2 separate regions of the Zeugodacus cucurbitae genome follow, and region 2 is linked to region 1. A link is a contact called in public Hi-C data. All regions are on one chromosome and are shown on one strand. Each heading gives the region's core, a stretch centred on a gene start, on an enhancer-like site or on the middle of the called end of the contact. The rest is flanking DNA. Distances are from core to core; before and after follow the strand shown. Region 1 holds the start of LOC105213902 (methenyltetrahydrofolate synthase domain-containing protein). Region 2 holds the start of Pprc1_1.

Region 1 (2,700 bases), core at 94-2,593:
CTGGAATAAATTTGAGAGTTGCTAATTTAAAAGATGCCAACATGAAGAACTGTAATTTACGGTCTGCAGTACTCGCCGGAGCAGATTTGGAACGTTGCAACTTGTCTGGTAGTGATTTGCAAGAGGCAAATTTACGAGGCGCTAATTTAAAAGATGCCGAACTGACTCTCATGGTTACACCATTACATATGGCTCAGGCCATACGATGAGGTGTAGCTACTTTGAATGCTACAATTCCTTACCTTAAATTTCCTGTGATTTAAACACTATCGATTTCCTGCTTGTGCTTAATTATGGTGTTAGGAGAATAGCGTACATACATCTTTATGTATTGAAAGTGGCTGAGTTAACGATCATAACAGTGATAGTCTGTAATAATATAGAAAATAAGACTTTCCAATTACAATTTAGGCTGCATTTTTTATTTATTGAAACGTATTTGTATAAATAAATAGATAATAGTAGGGCGGAGTTGACTAAGCTTTGCATGTATATATTTAGATTGAGAAGGGAAAACAAATAGAAGTGGTTATAGTTACTTACTTGATACATATGAACAACTGAAATTGAATAACTTTTATGACTTAAATTTGAAAATTACAAATAAAAAAAATGTAAACAATTTCAAATTAGTATAAAACCATAAGCAATAAAAGGATGATAATTTTATTTCACCATTTTACTTTATTGACTTTTGATTTACCCTGTGCTAAGAAATATGTTGAATTGGCTACACTTGTCTATACTTCCAGCGCTTTCTTTCTAACACATGTCATTAAGAAGCCTGTGATTTCATGGTTATCTTGTTTTCGCATTCACACTTGTGTTGATTTTACCATATTAGTGAGGGGAGATTCTATCGAGAACTCTGCGATTTGGTATTTGGAAAAAAAATTGGTGAAAATCGTCACAGTTTCGTTCCAGCTCTGCATCGCACAGACAAGAAATTCTATTTCTGCAGCTGACGTGATATCTCTGTCAACCCCCCCCAAAAAACAAATTTTCTCTCGTTGAAAAGAAGAAAGTAAGCAGCCAAAAAGTCGCACGACGAGATTTTTGTGCTAACAATTTTCGCGTTCATAACATTTTGGCGAATTTAAATTGTCTAAAAAGTTGAATTTTGTCACCTTCGTTGAAGTTGGAATTAGAAAAAAAAAATTGAAACAAGAAAAAACATAGCAGCAACTAGCTTCCTCTGGAGTATAGCAGCGTAAAAGGGACGTAGGTAGAAGACTCGTACAGGTACGAGTACAGTGCGTCTAGTACCGCTGGTGGGAAGAGCACAACAACAAAATAGTATCGAACGGGACGAGTGCCGCTACGTACGATAGGAAAGAGGCGAAAAAACGTGGTTTTTTGGTTCGATAGCAGCCCAGCAGAAAATTGTCAAATTATAGCAAAAGAAAATTATTGAGTGAATTACGCGCTCTATAGTGTCACTAGTGAAGAAAAATAAAGGGTGTGATCTTCGCGAAACCGCTAAAAATGGAGAACCAAAACAATACCGCTACTGCTGCAGATGCAGCCAACAATGCAGAAAATGGTTCAAACGCTACTCAGGAAGTGTCTTCTACAAGTAAGTAATTGAATATGGTGTTTTTTTTTTTGTTATTTTATATCGTAGGGAAAAATATGAACATTTTTAATGTATAATTCGATAACGTATACAATGTTTTATTGGGAATAATCATTATTTTAAATCTTATTGGCTATTCGGTTTATTGAATGCCTTTCCATCTGTCGCAACAAATTTTACGCGGTTAGTTGCAATCTATTTTGGATGAGCTGATTAAATCAGTTTAGTTTTTCAATTTTCATTAAGAACAGCTGGAGATAACAGCATTCAGTATAGAAAATGTATATTTGTAAATTTCAATTGCATTGACACAATTATAGCAATGTATACTTCGTTGAAAGTTGTTTAAAAATCTTCAAATGTCAGAAAAACATTGAATTTCACATAGTATTCACGCAGTACTTTGTGTAAATGTTCCCATGTTTTTCTATATACCAAACACTTTTAAGCGCGAAATTGTAGTGTTTTTAAATATCAACATTTCTGCATTACTTCTTTTTCGTGATACTTTCGAAATTTGTTCAAGTGCTTTCTTTTCTATGTAAAAGAAGAGTAAACTCCTATTTTCATATTCTTTGTAGCACCTTTTCGTATATCATCATCGCTGTCCATATCTTTCACGCGATCGCCGAGTTTCACAATGAGCAAAAACAAACGAATTAAACTACTTAACATTGCGATTTCTGTCAATATACACACACACCATTCTTTATGAATCATATTTGACTGCCTGAGTTTTCTAGGGGGCGAGTAGTGTTAGAAAGCTTTGTGGGTATGCCATCATTTTTGCTGTCCATCTCTCTAGTTATTTAGTTACGGTTTCTTAACGCTACCTATGTACGTATACAAGATTGTACATATGTATGTAAATGCTTCAATTAAACAAATACCGTAATTTGGTAGTGGTCATCTTTTTTTTTTTAAGTTGTCAATGTTTTTATTCCTATGATTAAACATTTGTACGTTCCCAATTGCTTAAGAATACTATTCCAAGAGGTTTAAACAGTGTGGGTAAGAACGATTAACTTTCCTTCCAATAGAACCACTTTGTACTGTACAGCTGGTATATGGTCAGCCATAATTTGTATAGCACTTAGTATGGATGGCTGATGATTCGTATGATT
Region 2 (2,700 bases), core at 15-2,514, 180 kb after region 1:
GTTCGAACCAACCATGTGCTTTTGGTAGAGCCAATAAAGCAGCTGTTTGTATGCTTGAGTTTGTTTGTATTAACGAATGAACACATATTTTGCGTGTTTTTGTTGTCCTAGTGGATATGAAGATAAATTCCTTTTCATATTTCATTATTTATCTATTTTGCAATGAAATTAACAAATAATATAAACTATAAAAAAAATCAAACAAAATAAGCTACGACTAAAGCTGGATAGGGGGTTTTATTCGCTGGTATTAGCAATAATCATTGACACGTTGCATTATCTTCTAAGTAACTAAATTTTAAAATCTGCAGAATTACTTTCGTTAAATGAATAATTAAAGAAACACATACATTATAATTTATTGAAAATGTTTTACAGTTATAATTTTAAAAACAGTTGTATATATGTATTTAGTTAATGTATACATTATTTGTATATATGTATGAATGCAAATAAGTTATTAATTTAAATGCACGTTATTTTTTAAAAGTTGTAAAATCAGATAAAATTACAATAATCATATGTTAGCAGTTGATCAATTATTTTCATGATTTAGCTAGGAATTAAAAACCTACAATGCCGTTACTCTTGCAGCCTCCCCCACCTTTAACATTCGTATCATTTCAAACGTTTCATATATGGCTATTTTTATTTCTCTTATTAAACTTACCTCTATTTAAACACCGTTATGTTGTACTTTATCCTTAATATTTTCTTTCTAAAACTTATTTGTTTGGTTTAGAAAATAGCTTAAATTTTAAATATCTCATGCGATTGATGTCAGTTCAACAACGTGCTCGCCTGTGCTTTTGCTTTAGCGCTTAGCTTCCGCGCCCGCTTTTACGATTTTAACCTCACAATGCATTCACATACCGGCGAGAAATTAAAATTTCTATTACTGAATTCACTATTATAGATTTTCACTTCACTTATTTGCAGCAATATATTTATTTTCAATGGTTTTATCAATTTGCTACAATCTGGATGAAACACACGGCTATTAAACGAGCAAATTCTTCACGTGGCCGCGCGACAGCAACGGTGGTTAATTCACTTGTATTTCGATGTTTCAAACAAGGCGTTTTTGACAGTTGCTTCACTTTATCATCTTTATTCCACACACAAACCTAAATGCGCAAGGGAGACATATGTGTGTGTATTTACACAATTGCCTAGGCCAGCTCTTGTGCTAAACGGAGGGGCAAAGCCTGTCCACGTGTGTGTGTATAGAAAATCGCGAAATTGCACAATTAAATGAAATGTCAAAATATTCCTTCTCTGAGGTAAGCACGTGGAAAAAAATGTGTGCTGTCAAAACGTAAAAACTCTCTTAGATGTGTTTCATGAGTCTTGCCCTCCCTATTCGTTCGTAATAAAACTATTTAAACTATTTAGTTTAAAAAAAATGCTAGCATTTATTATAAAATGTAAACCATTTCATTACCACGAACAATGCCTAAGTAGGAAACTGCTTATTTCACATTGATAGTAAATTGAAATAATGCAAAATAAATAGTCATTCAAAGATTTCACAATGTAACGTAACTTAGAAGTTTAACGTTCTTCAAATATCAATTACCAATTTTTACGCTATTTTTTAATCTTTAAAAATTCAAAAAATCCAAGTATTTTCAAAATCCTTTTCTAGCAGTTAAATTAAGTATAAGTGCTTACAAATTACTTATTTCTTCCACTCACTCGTCAGCTGTTCAGTTCGTTTGGTAGGTTTGCCTGCCACTACTCTGCCCGTTAGCATTAAGCGCTGCTCTCTTGTCAAAAATTGTACATGTAAGAAGAGCAACAGCAAAGTAATCCAGTTGAATTCGTACAAGAGAGTACGCTCCAGTTAGTGCTACCAAATTTTGTTTACACATTTTCATTATTTAGTTTGAATAAATTCTAATTATTTGAAAAATAGCTGCTCAAAGATAGCGAGTATAGCAATAATCTATCGAGACAGCTGTTATTTCGCTCTTTGTGAGAGAGTCAATATGGACACTCTTCGTCTTTCTGACAGCTAGGCTAGCAGCTACTAGCGGTGAAGAAACAAACTTAATGAAGGGAACTTTATGTAATAAGGTGCTTACACTTACGGATTCTTAAAAAAGTTTTTCACAAGTCACAAGTTTTCCTATATTTTTATGTTTTCCAGCTATCAGGTTTTAAACCAATCTCTCAATTTTCACTTTTTAACTATTAAAATACTCTGAATTTTGTAGCTGTCTTATTATAAGGTTTTAAATGTATCTTCTTACTGCGCATGCGTCTTCCGAATCTAATCTCACGAAACTCAAATACTCTTGTGCAAAAAATATCGTATTCACATTCTCCAATTATTTAATAGACAGGACATTCGTTCGCAGACAAGTGAAAGTGATTCAGTGATATTTAAAATAATATTTAAAAAAATCTGTGCAAATTTTACTTGATTGGTAATATTAATCGAAATTTAGATTATGTATGAAACAATTTACAATAACTAATCGTTTGAGACTTATGCAAAAAAACTTCCTATTCGATGTATGCATATAAAATGAAAAATCAATTTTTGTGGATAATTTTAACAGAATAATACCAGAAGAATATTTTGACACCAAAAGTGAACTATAAAGGTATACATTCAATTGGTTAAATGCTTTTTAATTAAAACTTGATGTACCGTAAAAGAATTCCAGGAAATTCAAATGAGTTTTATAAAAT

Evidence for each region. Hi-C and Micro-C count contacts between places; a contact is called where the count stands out from the background.
Region 2: a Hi-C map of whole body shows a contact between it and region 1, with 9 times the contacts expected there. The contact joins the promoter of Pprc1_1 here to the promoter of LOC105213902 in region 1. A contact is called at or near these places in 2 of 2 Hi-C or Micro-C datasets (both in whole body).

What each region holds. Positions count from the first base shown.
Region 1 is chr2:63,251,527-63,254,226 of idZeuCucr1.2, forward strand. LOC105213902 (methenyltetrahydrofolate synthase domain-containing protein) reads left to right here and starts at 1,344. Exons shown (of 8, transcript XM_011187009.3): 1 at 1,344-1,576. The coding sequence starts at 1,486. LOC105213901 (BTB/POZ domain-containing protein KCTD9) reads left to right here. Exons shown (of 3, transcript XM_011187008.3): 3 at 1-1,566. The coding sequence ends at 209.
Region 2 is chr2:63,427,996-63,430,695 of idZeuCucr1.2, forward strand. It overlaps Pprc1_1, which reads right to left and starts at 1,265. Exons shown (of 8, transcript XM_011194648.3): 1 at 671-1,265. It overlaps LOC105218816 (leucine-rich repeat protein soc-2 homolog), which reads left to right and starts at 2,465. Exons shown (of 4, transcript XM_029044600.2): 1 at 2,465-2,612.